2 separate regions of the Oryctolagus cuniculus genome follow, and region 2 is linked to region 1. The links are chromatin contacts, called in public Micro-C maps. All regions are on one chromosome and are shown on one strand. Each heading gives the region's core, a stretch centred on a gene start, on an enhancer-like site or on the middle of the called end of the contact. The rest is flanking DNA. Distances are from core to core; before and after follow the strand shown. Region 1 overlaps KCNJ4 (potassium inwardly rectifying channel subfamily J member 4). Region 2 holds the start of DMC1 (DNA meiotic recombinase 1).

Region 1 (7,668 bases), core at 1,722-4,221:
CCTCCCTCCCGCGGTGTGCTTTGCCCAGGGGTCTGCCTCCTCCACGGCCGGCCCGAGCACTGGGGCCACAGCGGGCAGCCGGTGCAGCCAGGGGGGAGCCCGCTGCTGCCCCAGGCCTGACAGGCGTGGCAGGATTGTCTCAGGCCTCCTGGCTGATGCCACACGCCAGGGCTGCGGGGGGAGAGGGGCCCAGAGGAGGGAGGAGGTTGCGCTGGGCCACAGGGAGTCAAACCCAAGCTCTTTCTCTTGCTACCGGGGCTCAGGCACTGAGAGCTCTGCCGCCCGTCGGGTTTCCCTTTTTGCGCGGCTGCCAGGAAGCTCAGAGGCCGTTCGTAAACCACCTGGGCTCGTCCTGTAAGCCAGCCAAAATCCTCCCAGAGGCAGGGCATGTTGTCTTGGTTCCAGTCACGTGCCTGACCCCGTTCCCTGCCTGGTCACACGCGGGGTCTTGTTGGAGCACGTGGGACAGACAGCCATGCCCTTTTATAGATCTGGACACAGAGACAGAAATCAACTTGGCCAAAGTCACAGAGCTCCTGTATGACAGCGGCAGAATTCGAACCCAAGACTCTGGGGCCCTCCCAGCCAAGATCCGTCCTCTGCAGACAGGCATGCTAGTGCCACTGGACCTGGCCCCGAGCCCCAGGGCCACCCTCCTGCCCACGGATGTGCCCAGTGCCTGCCACTTTTCCTCACTGGCCGGGGGAGCACCCTGAGGAGAGGGGGTGGGGGCTTGGTTTTGAAGCTTTTTCCTTGTCCCCTCTTTGCAATCCTGCTCTGTACTATCCTCGTGGAGAGGTTTGGGTGCTAAAGTCGGCTTTTATTTTTAATATTTATTTATTTTTTTGAAAGTCAGGGTTACACAGAGAGAGGAGAGGCAGAGAGAGAGAGAGAGAGAGAGAGAGAGAGGTCTCCAATCCGCTGGTTTAATCCCCAAATGGCCACAATGGCCAGAACTGTGCCTATCTGAAGCCAGGAGCCAGGAGCTTCTTCCGGGTCTCCCACATGGGTGCAGGGGCCCGAGGACTTGGCCATCTTCTACTGCTTTCCCAGGCCATCAGCAGAGAGGTGGATCAGAAGCGGAGCAGCCGGGTCTCGAACCGGCGCCCATATGGGATGCCGACTCTGCAGGCCAGGGCATTAACCCGCTGTGCCACAGTGCCAGTCCCTAAAGTTGGCTTTTTTAAAATTTGAGAAGCACAAAGAGAGACAGACACAGCTCCCACCCACCGGTTCATTGTGCAATGTTACAACAGCTGGACACTGGGCTGGGCCGAAGCCAAGAGCCAAGGAGCTCCACTCAGGTCTCCCACGTGGGTGGCAGGGGCGCACCTGCTCGAGCCCCCACTTGCTGTCTCCCAGGGGCAGCGGCCGGACACTGGAGTCGGGAGAGGAACTGCGACTCCAGCCCAGGCACTCCGATAGAGGGCGCAGATCAGAGATACACAGCGGTGTCTTTTCACAGAGAGGTCTTCCACCTGCTGGTTCACTCCCCAGATGGCCTCAGTGTCCAGCACTGGACCAAGCTGAAGCCAGGAGCCAGGGGCTCCATCAGGGTCTCCCACGTGGGTGCAGGGGCCCGAGCACTTGGGCCATCCGCCGCTGCTTTTCCCAGGCCGTTAGCAGGGAGCTGGGTTGGGAGTGAAGCAGCCAGGGCTCGAACCGGCGCCCGTATGGGATGCTGGCGTCACAGGCGGCAGCTTTACCCACTACGCCACAGCGCCGGCCCCTAGTGCTGTCCTCATGCCCACCCCTGAAGCTTGTGTTTACAGAGAGGCTGGCAAACGTTCCCTGGAATCCCGACAGCCTTTATAGTTAGCGCTTAGCCCAAGCAAACGGCCACAAGGGGGACAAAGCTGCCCCCAGATGGTCATCGGAGGGCTTGGATGGAGAGGAGGAAGCACCGGGGCTCTGCAGTGGGGGAAGGGTGAGGCCGCAGAGCTCAGTCCCGGGCCGGCCTCGCGCAGGGACCCGTGCCCTGTGCTCTCCGCTTCAGAATGTCTTCCTTCGACCTTCGAGCTTGTGTTTTGCAAGTGAACTTCACAGCACACGTGTGAGCAGAGGAGGAACTCCGAAGCGAGGAAAAGCACAAGATTTTACTGCTTTTCACGGCTCTGTTTACTTGGTTATCGAACAAGAATTCCACACCTCCCATCTAGCGTGGGCCCCACGAATGACGTAGCTGGTCCTGTGTGGAGCCGTGGGAAGGTCGCTGGGCTGGGGGCCGGGAGGCCTGGGTTCAAGGTGCCCGCATTCCGGGGCTCGGGCTGCCCCCAGGACCCGTCAGAGGCCCCTGAGCCCTGTGATCTCGGGGCACGATGTCCTCATGGAAGACTCCGCCGGTGCGCAGCAAAGTCACGACCCAGGAAATGCAACCCAGGAAGAAGGAGTCCTGGTCATGGCCGCTGACCTGAGAGGACTCAGAGAGACCAGGAGGGAGCAGCCCTGGGCGCAGTGCCCTGCTGACCTCCCCCGGATGTCCTTCTGTTTCACCGTGAGGCGTTTAAACGCCTAAGGAAAGGAGGTTTCCAGAAACAGCGGGGGGTAGGAAGCCACAGTGAATTCGCAAGGCTGGTGTCTGGGGGGGCTGTGGGCAAGCAGCTGACTGTCAGCTTCCCCCAGACCACACCCTCTTCCTGCACCCCCCCCCGCACCCCTCCCAGCTCCCCTTCTTCCACTCCCTGGGGGCTGTGACTGAGCGGGAGGGGCCAGGGCAGGGCAGGGCAGGGCAGGGCAGTGGGGGGCAAGCGGCTGGGCCCCTGCAGCCTGCAGCCCCATAGCTGAGGCTTGATTTATGCCCACAGCGCAGCGCCACGGCTGCCAGGGGAGATCGGGGAGCGGCACACGCGGGAGCAGGGAGCAGAGCGGGAGGCAGGTGGGAGGGCTGTGAACGGGGAGCAGGTGGGAGAGGGAAGGTGAGTCAGCTCTGAGCGGAGGGAGCGGCAGAATCTGGGGCGGAGCCGCTCCGTGCAGCCGCGCCCTGCGCCCGCCTGTGCTCCACTCTGCAGCTCTGCACCCCGCCCCCTCAGTGCCTCCCTGGCGCTCAGGAGCTCTTGGCTTTGCCCCTCCTGCGTCCCGCAGGTCGCCTTGCTGTGACTGGCCGGAGAGCCAGGGGTGTCTGAGCAGGTGGCAAACGGGGGCCAGGATGTTGGGGAGGGACCTTGAAGGGGCCCCGTAGCTCTGGGTGTGGTGGGGGCCCCGCAGGGTGGGCCCCATGTGCCCTGGGGTCTGAGTCCAGGAGCACCTGAGCCCGAGTCCTCTGTGGGTGCTGCTCGGCGCAGCCTTACGGAGAACCCAGCAGGCAGGGGCAGGGGGGCGAGACCGGCCAGGGCTTGCCAGGCCTGCAGTGCTGGAGAGAGGGGCCGGGGCTCCCAGGTGAGAGCCTGAGGGGGTCTCCCCAGGCAGAGGGTGGAAGGGCGTCGTCCCCCCCGCCCCAGTAGCCCTGCCCCAGCCAAGTGCACGCTGGGAAGTCAGGTGGGGGCAGCCCCTGCTGGAGGCACGGAGAGCAAAGTGGAAGCAGCCCCTCTGCCTCCGGTCTCCCGGCCCTGGCTCCTGAGCCCCCACCTCCTCCCCTGCCCAACGAGACCTCTTGGGGTCTGGGATGAGTTCGGGGAACTGAGGGAGGTGAGAGGTGCACCCAGGTATTTGGGTGGGACTTGGAGGCCCCTGGTGAGACTGTTGCCAGGCACGCCGGGTGCACGGTGCCCGTGCTGGTCTTTCAGAGTGGCCCCTCCCCGGGAGCTCGCCTGCTGGCTCCTGAGGTAGGGGATTCCCGGGGGCAGGGACGGTGCCCTCTGCCTCCTTACAGCCCGGATGCTGGGCGTGTGGCTGGCACGTGGGACAGGGCTGGAGCTGGAAGGGCCCCTCGACTTAGGGCTCCTGCGGTGGGCGGGGTCCATTCCCCACCCTTTGAATCTGGGCAGGGCCTTGTGACCTGGATAGGCCACTGGAACCCAGTGGCAGTTCTACAAGTTCAGAGACCTGACAGCCTCTGCCTTTGCCCTCAAAGGCTGCTGCACCGAGGTGCCCAAGGTGGCTGCTGGAGGAGGAGAGACCCCTGGAGGAGGACCAAGGACCCCAGCCAGCAAACAGCCAGGCCGTCCAGCTGAGCACAGCGGCCGCAGGGAGCTCGGGAGAAACCAGGGTGGGAGCCCTGAGTGAGTGCTTGTGACCCAGCCCAGGACCGCGGAGGCCCAGGGAGGGGAGCGCCTCCTGGAGACCCCACAGCAGGGCAGGGACCAGCCGCCCGCTGCTCCTGGAGCCCGTGTGACCACGGTGGCCGGCGTCAGGTCCCCTCCCCCACTGCCCCCACCCCGGTTAGGAGGGCTGCCTGTCACCCCGCCAGGCTCTCCCAGGAGGTAATAACTCAGCTTCGACTCCGGCACGGGCTCTGTGGTGCCGACGGGAGCCTCCCCAGTAGCTCCCAGGGGGAGAACGCAGGTGACAAGTCCCCCATGGTCAGTGTCTGAGGACGGGCCACACACGTGCACGTGCACGACACACGTGGGTACACACTTACACATGGGCATGTACGCATCCCGCAGGCACACACACAAGCATGAACACAAACACGCACACACACACACACACATACGCGTGCGCGTGCTGGTACAGGCACGCACAGACACGCTCCCAAATGCTCTCTCTCCTTCTTTCTCACCCCTCCGTCTACAACCAGCCTACCCCTCCTGGACCATATACTTTATTAAAAATATATAGTTACAAACTCCACTGTCAGTCTTGGCTGGGCCTGGGAGCCTGGAGGGACCACGAGGAGGGAGGGAAGGGCCCTCCCCCTTGCCCCTTGGGGTCCTCCCTCTGCACCCAAACCCAGAGCCATCCAGGGGCCAAGACGGCCGGCCCCGAGGGCCGCACGGGGCCAGCCGGGCAAGGGCAGGCGCTGGGCTGGAGGGGCGGGGCGGGGCGGGGTGCGCGGATCGGGACTGCATCTCCTCGTCCTGCAGGTAGAAATGGCAGAAGGTGGATGGGTGTCTCCGTGTCTCTCCCTTTTAAATATTTACAAAACACGGTCATGAGCAACAGGCCACAGTCATGCAAAGAAAAAGCAGCCCCCCGCCCTCCCCCCACCGAAGCCCCTGCCCCCCCAAGGACCCCACGATGCCGCCTCCCCCTCCCCCCCGCAGCAGTCCGGGGCATGTCCTGCAAGGGTCAGTGCGGGGAGCACAGTGGGTCTGGGGGCCCGGAGCCGCCCGTGGGTGGGCGCTGGGGGACCCTGGGCCCTCTCCCAGGCCCGGGCTCTGGAGTGCACAGGAATGGACTCTGCCAGTCTCGGAAGCCCCCCACCCCACCCCCGCGCCTTCGTGCCGAAGGTCCTCGGAGCCCTGAGCGTGGGAGGTCAGATGGCCGACTCCCTGCGGTAGGAGACGTTGTCCAGCGGGAGCGTGGCCTGCATGCGCTCCAGATCCAGGTGGCTCCCGAACTCCAGCATGTGTATGATGCCCGCCTCCTCCTTGGAGCCCGCCTCCAGGCCCAGGCCCGCGGCCACGGCTGCCGCGGCCACCGCCTCCTCCTCCATCTCCTCTTCCTCCTGGCTCATGAGGGCCAGCTCGTTCTCGTAGCAGAAGGCACTGGGCGGGGGCGGCGGGGCGGGCAGCACGGTGATCTTGCTCTCCTGTAGCTCCCGGGCCGAGCAGCAGGGCGTGCCGGCCACCTCGTAGGTCTTGTGGAAGCGGGAGTAGTCCACCTTGTAGTGGCTCTTCTCCTCGAAGACCACCGGCTCGAAGCGGTGGCCCCACAGGATCTCGCTGGCCAGGTAGGAGCTGCGGGCCTGCGTGGTCATGGCCGTGGCCTCCACCATGCCCTCGAGGATGACCACGATCTCGAAGTCCTCGGACTCCAGCTCCTCCTTGCCCATGCCGTACAGCGGGCTGTCCTCGTCGATCTCGTGCACGATGATGATGGGCGAGACCAGGAAGATGCGGTCCAGGCCGATGTCGTAGCCCACGTTGAGGTCCCGCTGGTCCAGCGGCAGGTACTCGCCCTCCTGGGTCATGTAGGGCTTGATGAGCTGGGCCCGCACGTGCGCCTCCACGATGTGGCTCTTGCGCAGGTTGCCCACGCGCCACATCAGGCAGAGCTTGCCGTCGCGCACCGAGATGACCGCGTGGTGGCTGAAGAGCAGCGTCTGCGCCCGCTTTTTGGGCCGCGCCATCTTGGCCATGATGGTGCCAATCATGAAGGAGTCGATGACGCAGCCCACGATGGACTGGACCACCACGGCGATCACGGCCAGCGGGCACTCCTCCGTCACGCACCGGAAGCCGTAGCCGATGGTCGTCTGGGTCTCCACCGAGAACAGGAAAGCGCCCAGGAAGCCGTTCACATGCATAATGCAAGGCTTGGGGGCCGCTGAGGCCGTGCCGCCCGCCGGGCCCCCCGCCGCGGGCACCGCCGGGCCGGCCTCCAGGTCGCCGTGGAAGAAGGCGATGCACCAGAAGAGGAGGCCGAAAAAGAGCCAGGAGACAAGGAAGGCCGCGGAGAAGATCATGAGCATGTAGCGCCAGCGCGTGTCCACGCACGTGGTGAAGATGTCGGCCATGTAGCGCTGAGACTTGTTGCTCAGGTTGGCAAAGTACACGTTGCACTGGCCGTTCTTCTTGACGAAGCGGTTGCGGCGTTTCCGCCGGGGCACGTGGGCCTGCCCGTTGCGGCTGTGCCCGTGCATGTCCTGAGGCCGGCGTGGTCACCTGGGAAGACGCAGGGCCTGCAGGGGAGGAGAGGCGGGCAGGTGAGTCGCTGGGCAGCATGAGAGAGACGCCTGTCCAGGGAGGCCCAGCCGGGATCCGAGCCCACGGCTCCCCACCTCACCCCCGCAGCGGCGGGGTGTGGGAGGGGCATGCGATGCCGCGGTGGCTCCTAGGACGGGGCCCCAGCCAGCGCCCCCCAAGGCCGGCCCAGCTCTGGGATTGGAGTCCCCCCAGCTGGGCAGACAAGACCACCAGGATGTAGTTCCAGGAGCCAGTCTCCCAAAGGCTGCCCTCGGCCCCACCTTGGTTCCTGTTCCAGATGCTTCCCCGGGGCTGCCTGGCCCGGCTCTGCTCCGGCTCTGCTCCCTGGTTTCAGCCCCTGCCTCTGGTCTCTTGGGGGCTGAGCGGCCTCCTTTGCTGCCCCTCGCAGTAGCCACTGACCCCCGTGGCTCTCTGCAGCGAACTGGCCTTGTCCCACATCAGGGGGTCTGGGTTCGATCCCTGGCTCCAACTTCTCACTGATGCACACCCTGGGCGGCAGTGGTGATGGCTCAAGTCAGTGGGTTCCTGCCGCCCACCGCCCACCGCCCACCGCCCACCGGGGAGACCTGGCTGGAGTCCCTGGCTCCCGGCTTCCGCCAAGGTGGGTATTTGAGAAGTAAAGTAATGGGTGGGGGCCCTGCCCGCTCTCTCAGATATGTGAGAATCTGGCTAACCTCATACCCTCGTCTGCACTGGCACATCTCAGAGCACTCACAGCCACACGGGCAGAAAGACACAAACTTCCCCCACCGCTGCAGATTGACGGCAGCCCCGCCTCAGTCCAGCCTCCTCTCCCTGAGCCCCAGATTCCTGCCCTGTCCCCAACCTGGAGCAGTGGCGGTGGCAACAGAGGGACAGGAAGCCCTGAGCCTTGCCCCCCCGCCACGCATCCCCGTTCCCAGGTCACAGGCGGCTCAGA
Region 2 (7,668 bases), core at 2,230-4,729, 120 kb after region 1:
AAGTCTGTTGGTGGAAAAGCTAACAAATTTATCACACATTTCACCCCCTCAGTTCAGCTCCTTTCTTCTACAGTATTTCATTTCCAACATGTTCTTGTAAAATTTTTTTCATCTGCCCCTGGAGAATGCAAATAACTACATCACCAAAGGACCAGGATTTTCTCTTGTTTCTATTTTCTAAAATCAACTGAAAGAGATTAAATATGAGGGCTTCAAAAGATAATGTCAACAGTTTTACTACTACTTGATTACAGTTGAAATCCATCTAGTTGGCTACTCAAAGTCCAACATCATTTATTCAGTCACCTGGCACACAGGATTACATTTTCCTTTTAAGTTTTATTTATCTGAAAGGCAGAGTTACAGAGATAGAGGGAGAGACAGAGAATCTTCCATCTGCTGCTTCACTCCCCAAGCAGCTGCAACAGGCCGAGCCAGGAGCCTGGAACTCCATTCAAGTCTCGCATGTGGGTGGCAGGGACACCCTTGGGACACCCTCCGCTGCTTTCCCAGGCACACTAGCAGGGAACTGGATTTGAAGTGGAGCAGCCGGGACTCAAACCGGCACCCATATGGGATGCCAGCATCACAGGCAGCAGCTTAACCTGAGGTATCTCAAAGCTGGCCCCAAGAACTACATTTTCTGTTCATGAAAACAGTACATATAAGGAGCTAGGGAATGGGTGCGGAGGGACTTCTGAACACTCGCAATTGATCAGTGGTTCCTACCCAGGGCAATTTTGCCCTCTAAGTTACACTTGACAATGTCTGTAGACATTTTTTGTTGTCACACCTGGAAGGGTACTACTGGCATATGGTGAATAGAGGCCAGGAATATAGCTAAATGCCTGGAATGAACAGGACAGCGCCCCACCCTCACCCCAAGTGTCAGTAAGGCTGATGCGGAGAAAAATGAATTGGATGATTAATATAGCATTGAAAAACTACTTACAATTCCATGCTTCTGTAACAGGTCAATGTCTTGAAACAAAGATTCCTATAGGAGATGGAATAGAAAAAAATTGTTTTAATTTTGCATATCTGTTTCACATGTTTAAAGAGTTAATTCAAAACTATGAGTCACTCCAAAACTGTCTCAAATTCCACATCTCTAGACAGATAAAAGATCAATAATTTTTTTCTAAACACATTGTTACATAATTCAAAGCACCAATATTGAAAGGGCTGGGAAGACAATTACCTTTGTCATAGCCTCCCTAAAACTTTAAAACTGTTACCCAAAGGAGTGGGACAATATTTGACATTTTAAATATGTCTTCTCAACTTTCTTCTCCTGCAGAAGAGTGTGTTACTGGGTACAGTGAACACAGGTACCAGTATGGCCATCCAGTTGTCATTAACATACTCTCATAGCAGTTGCTAAGTAGCTAATCTTAGCACCCCTTGAGAAACAAGTTGTTACATACTTGTAATATATAACTATGTCTTATTTCTGCTCTCAGTTTCTAAAAACAGTAGCTAACAGACAAGGAACTTTTTTGAGCAAGGACTGGATGTCTGCATTCTCATCATACCTCGTCATCTTGCAATCCTGGTTCTTCCAGCACAATCTGATCCTCCTTCATAGTGAAAGGTGAGCAACTAAAAAATAGTCAATTCTGGGAAAATAAGAAATATTGTTTACATAGTCAGATTGGACAGTAAAAAATCCTTTGCCCAGAGGCTGCTTTGATTTTATTTCAAAGTCACCAAGGAGCAGAGAAGCACAGTAAGCACAACATTGTTTGGAAAGGCCGGGCTGGCCTATTTTCTTCCTGCTGGGCACGGGGCATTATTTCTGTTGTGGGTGTGGATGCGAGGGGCGGTGGGGATGAGGTTTATTTTGTTTCTTCTCTTTTTATTTTGTTTCTTCTCCAGTGAATGGAAGCTCTCTTTTTGTTTCTCTTGGCCTTTCAGATAAAGTGAAACTTAAAAAATTTTTTTAAAGATTTTATATTTATTTATTTCAGAGGTAGAGTTAAAGGGAGAGACAAAGTTCTTCCATCCGCAGGTTCACTCCCCATGTGCCCGTAATGGCTGGAGCTGGGCCTATCTGGAGCCAGGAGTTAGGAACATCCTCCAGGTCTCCCACACAGGTGCAGGGGCCCAAGGACTTGGGCCATCCTCCACTGCTTTCCCAGGCCATAGCAGGGAGCTGGATCGGAAGAGGAGCAGCCGGGACTAGAACCAACTCTCATTTGGAATGCAGGCACCACAGGCAGAGGCTTAGACCACTGCACCAAGGTGATGGACCCTCAAAAATATTTTTTTAAAAAATATGGATACCCAGTGTTACATTAGAGCCCATAAAAGTTAAATAGATTAGGGGTCAGCACTATGCCGTAGCTGGTAAAGCCACCACCTGCAGTGCCGGCATCCCATATGGGCACCAGTTTGAGTCCCGGTTGCTCCACTTCCGATCCAGCTCTCTGCTGTGGTCTGGGAAAGCAGTGGAAGATGGCCCAAGTGCTTGGGCCCCTGCACCCACCTGGGAGACCTGGAAGAAGGGCTTGGCTCCTGAGTTCGGATCGGCTCAGCTCCAGCCGTTGCAGCCATCTGGGGAATGAACCAGTGGATGGAAGACCTCTCTCTGTCTCTGCCTCTCTCTGTAACTCTTTCAAATAAATAAATAAATAAATCTTTTTTTTTTTAAGTTAAAGAGTCTTTGATTTAACACGGTAGTTTTTTTTTTTTTAAATCTTAGGAAGCTACAAGACATAACTGTGTCCATTAGAATAAAATATGGCGCAAATGCCCATTCTTTCTGGTCTATTATATTTTCTCACTTAACACCAAAGTCGGGGTGAAGCCGGACAAAGGGGGCGCGTCAAGGCAGAGAGGTGCAGCAGCCACCACGCAGTGCCTGGGAACAGCGGGTTCCATAGAAACTTCTGGAACCCCGTCCCTCGGCTATGGGTGGGATTCCCTCCAATTCCACATCAGCGGACCTCGTGGAGGGAAAATCACTCCACGCACCTGCCCGCACCAGACGGAAAGGCCGTCCCGGTGCTTCTCAAGGAACCGACCTAGCGCCGGGCCGTGGGGCGTGGCGGGGCGGCGGGGACCCTCCTCTCCCCGGGGCGTCCCCCGACCCCCGATGCTCCCGTCACGGGGCGAGACCGCCAGGGTTCCACGCGACTCAAATACGGAGGCGGGAAACGGCTGAGATCCGAGATGCCTTCCGGGCCGCGCACGGAACGCGGGTCTCCGGCCCCGGCCCCGCGACCCACGCGACCCACGCGACACCAGCTCTCGGCGCGCTCTCCCAACGCGGAGGCCCCTCAGAGCCTCACGGCCTCTCCCTTTCGGCCACCCGCTCCGCTCAGACCCACGGTGGCCCCGGACTGTCGAAGCGAATCTCTTACGCCCCCCACTCAGGCTTTCCGGCCCTCAGCTGACAGGATTCTAACGCCGACCCAGAACGCTGAGGTTTGGCGCCAAAACGGGACTCGGGCCGCGGGGCGGGGCGCAGAGGGGGCGGGGCCGGGCCGAAGGGCGGGGCGAGGAAACGGGCGCAGAGGGAGGGGGCGGGCGAGGGCCGAAGGGCGGGGCGAAGTCAAAGGGCGGCCGTGGAAAGCGGCGCAGGGCGAGGGGGCGTGGCGCAGAGCGAGGGGCGGGGCCGAGGGGCGGGGCCCGGCCGAGGGGCGGGCCGTGGAAAGCGGCGCAGGGCGAGGGGGCGTGGCGCAGGGCGAGGGGCGGGGCCCGGCCGAGGGGCGGGCCGTGGGGAGCGGGCAGAGCAAGGGGGCGGAGCTGCGGCCGAGGGGCAGGGAGCCACCGGACCTGGCGCGGGGTGGCCAGCAGCGGGGGCCGCGGGGCGCCGCGCGGGAAGTGTGCTGGGGAGGAGGAGGGTCTCGGGGCGAGGAGAGAGCTGGGGCGGCCCTGGGGCTGGGGGAGACGTCGGAGGGGCGCTGGGCTGGCCGCCCTCGGGGAGGGGAGGGGCGGAAGTGGCTGCCGGAGGCCGGAGACCCGCGGGGCCGCCTTTCCTCCCCGCCAAGGCTGGATTCGCGGTTTTTTTCCACCTTTCACGACGCTGGTTCGGGGCCCGTCCCCACCGCCTCGGAGTCCCCGGTTTCCCTCTCTGGGGCCGACGCTGTCCACTCAGGATGGAGTGTTTCCTCCTGACTGGAAGTTTTTAAGTGGCAGGACGCCCTTGAGGCTGTCGGCGTTGTAGCCCCCTCCCACCGCAGGGGACTGTCCGCCGGAGCCCACCGGAGAGCCTGTCCTCGGTCCGTGAAGGGAGCGCCCCGCGGGAGGGCCGGCTCTGCTCGGGCCCCCTTCCGCAGGCCCAGCAGCTGCGGGGCTGGATGCGGCGAGCAGAGGAGCTGCCAAGAGCGCAGCGAGATGGTGTAGGGAGCTGCACCATATGTGGCTCGGTGTAGTGACAGCTGGGGAGGAGAAGTGTTCATAATATTTGAGGGTTCTGCGCCGTGCGCTAGCGAGGGAAACTGAAGTGAGCTCGGTGCTGACAGATCCACGGGGCGAGGATGGAAATCTGCTCGCTGCGTCGTCTCCGTGGGAGCAGCGGGTTCACACTGACGTTACATGCAACTTTATATATGGCGGGTCGCTGCCCTCTCGATGGCTGTGTGCAACCCTGCCAGTGTTAAAGCAGCAGCCCTCAGGGAGTTACGAAGTGCGCACGAAAGCCTTTCTATTCAAATGAGGACCAGAAAAGCTTAGTCTTTCATATCATGCAAAAATTCTGACTATGATGAAGGTGGCATTTCAAGTCAGCGGGAAAGTGAACTCAGCGAAGTTGGAACCCCATCTGGATGGAAAATAAAAGTAGGGCCGTATTTCACTCCTTATACCAAAATATGTACCACATGGATCCAAAGATTAAATATGAACAGCATCACAAAAATACTAGAAGAAAACACGGGGCAATGTACTAACATTTCAGAATGAGGAAAATATTTTTAAATACCATGCAAAACTCAAAAGTCATAAAAGACTGAAAATATGTCTACATCTAAAAAAATATCCCATGTGGCAAATGCTGTTTTCCTATTCAACATACAGAGCACAGCTAGCCAGATCGTGTCGGTTAGTAACCGGCAATACTCGCACCGTTTGCCCACTTTTTAAAATCCTTCAGGGAGTCCACAGTTTCTCCATAAAAAATTTAAATGTTGTGTCATCTTGATGATATTCTTTATTTCTTTATTTATTTATTTTTTGACAGGCAGAGTGGACAGTGAGAGAGAGAGACAGAGAGAAAGGTCTTCCTTTGCCATTGGTTCACCCTCCAATGGCTGCCACGGCCGGCACGCTGCGGCCGGCGCACCGCGCTGATCCGATGGCAGGAGCCAGGTGCTCCTCCTGGTCTCCCATGGGGTGCAGGGCCCAAGCACCTGGGCCATCCTCCACTGCACTCCTGGGCCACAGCAGAGAGCTGGCCTGGAAGAGGGGCAAACCAGACAGAATCCAGTGCCCTGACCGGGACTAGAACCCGGTGTGCCGGTGCTGCAAGGTGGAGGAATAGCCTAGTGAGCCGCGGCGCCGGCCTTATGATATTCTTAAGACATTAAGAACAGGCGACGGGATTACAATCAAGACCTGAATTTTAAACACTACACTTTACTGCCCCTCTGTGGACAGCCACCTTATAACCGAACCTGAGTAGAATGATTCCAGTGCTATGGACGCCTCTGCCAACAGGTACCCGTGGAGTTTCAGGGCCTTCAACCTGAGAAATGCTTTCGCAGAGAATTCAAGAATGAAGGCTCGTCACAACATAAGACTTTTCACTGGTAGATTTTCCCTGAAACATGTTGAATTCATTCAGAAAAGATTCCTGGATGGCCCGCTGTGTCTCAGGCGTGGTGCTGAGTGCTGGGGGCTGGGGAATCTACAACACGACCCCAGTCCTTGAGGGATCTGGAAGGAGGTGTGTGGGAAGTTCCGGGAAGTAGAGGGAACCCTAGAGAGTGCCTCCCCTGATACACAATAATCAGTTCCCTGTGGATGTTCTCACTTTTTTTTTTTTTTTTTTGACAGGTTATAGACAGTGAGAGAGAGACAGACAGAAAAGTCTTCCTTTCTTTGGTTCACTCCCCAAGTGGCCGCTACAGCCTGTGCTGCACCGATCTGAAGCCAGGAGCCAGGTGCTTCCTCCTGGTCTCCTATGTGGGTACAGAGGCCCAAGCACTTGGGCCATCCTCCACTGCCCTCCTGAGCCACAGGAGAGAGCTGAGTGGAAGAGGAGCAACTGGGACTAGAACTCAGTGCCCATATGGGATGCCGGCGTAGCATGCGGAAGATTAACCAAGTGAGCCTCGGCGCCGGCCCCTGTTCTCACTTTTCTACAGTCGTGGGACCGCGATGCAATAGCAAAGGGAAATGAGAGAGACTGAGTGCTCCAGAGAGATTTAGACACTTACGCGCCTTCTCTGGAGCCATTTGCTTCCATCCTAGAGGAAACAAAACTTAAAAACACACTTACTGGGTTTGGTGCTGTGGCGTAGTGGGTAAAGCCGCTGCCTGCAGTGCCGGCATCCCATATGGGCGCCAGTTCTAGTCCCAGCTGCTCCACTTCCGATCCAGCTCTCTGCTGTGGCCTGAGAAAGCAGTAGACGATGGCCCAAATCCTTGGGCCCTTGAAACCAAGTGGGAGACCCAGAGGAAGCTCCTGGCTTCAGATAGGCTTAGCTGTGGCTATTGGGGAGTGAGCCAGTGGATGGAAGACCTCTCTCTCTGCCTCTCCTCTCTCTGTGTAATTCTGACCTTTAAATAAATAAATCAATCTTTAAAAAAAAAAAAAAAGAAAAGAAAAGAAAAGAAAAACACACCCTCCGCTTGGAGACAGTTGCCGCGATTGTAAAACCTAAGGGCTTTCACTGCGCTCCCTGGAGAGTGTTACAGCGTCACGGTCTCCCCCATCCCTTCCCCGGGGCAGGAGACCAGGCACAGCAGCTGCCCTACCTGAACTGCTAGCCCCGTATTTCAGGGTTCTTTTCCTGTGGTGAAATCTGCCCCTATTGCATCACCTTGTGAGGGATGAGGCTGTGGGGAGCCAGAGCGAAGGTGCTCAGTGACCATTAACTGGTTACTCTCTGATCCAGTGAGAATACGTAATACAGGGGAACTTCAAAGAGTTTGTGAAAAGGGACCTGAAAGATGTTTATTTTCGTGGAAAAACTGAAGTCCTTGCATTAAAAAAAAAAGATTTATGTAGTTGAGCAGCAGAGTTACAGAGAGAGAGGGAGAGGCAGGGAGAGACCTGCTTGTTCACTCCCCAAATGGCCACAGCAGCCAAGGCTGGGCCACGAGGAAGCCAGGAGCTGGGGCCTCCATCCGGGTCTCCCACGTGGGTGCAGGGGACTAAGCACTTGGGCCATCCTCCACTGCTTTTCTAGGCCCATTAGCAGGGAGCTGGATCGGAGCGGAGCAGCCGGGACTGGAATCAGTGCCCATGTGGGATGCTGTAGTTGCTACTGCAGCTTAACCTGCTGCACCAAAACACCAGACTCCATAAGATACATTCTTTCTTTTAATTTAATAATTTTATTTATTTTAAAATATTTTTAAAGATTTATTTATTTGTTTGAAAAGCAGAGTTACAGAGAGGCAGAGAGAGAGAGAGAGAGGTCTTCCATCTGCTGGTTCACTCCCCAAATGGCAACAATGGCTGGAGCTGAGCCCATCTGAAGCCAGGAGCCAGAAACT

Evidence for each region. A called contact is a pair of places that touch in the nucleus more often than the background predicts.
Region 2: a Micro-C map of ear pinna shows a contact between it and region 1, with 7 times the contacts expected there. The contact joins the promoter of DMC1 here to the enhancer-like site in region 1. A contact is called at or near these places in 2 of 6 Hi-C or Micro-C datasets (ear pinna and an unstated tissue).

The regions. Positions count from the first base shown.
Region 1 is chr11:115,086,495-115,094,162 of mOryCun1.1, forward strand. It overlaps KCNJ4 (potassium inwardly rectifying channel subfamily J member 4), which reads right to left. Exons shown (of 2, transcript XM_051845911.2): 2 at 4,687-6,724. The coding sequence starts at 6,685. The coding sequence ends at 5,357. Among named protein-coding and RNA genes, the nearest start is that of KCNJ4, 21 kb to the right of the region's middle. Within about 2 kb of position 2,972, at least 2 of the 8 cell types and tissues checked have an H3K27ac peak or open chromatin away from gene starts, as enhancers often do.
Region 2 is chr11:115,205,827-115,213,494 of mOryCun1.1, forward strand. It overlaps DMC1 (DNA meiotic recombinase 1), which reads right to left and starts at 3,480. Exons shown (of 12, transcript XM_070051499.1): 1 at 3,366-3,480; 2 at 1,536-1,619; 3 at 953-997. The coding sequence starts at 1,586.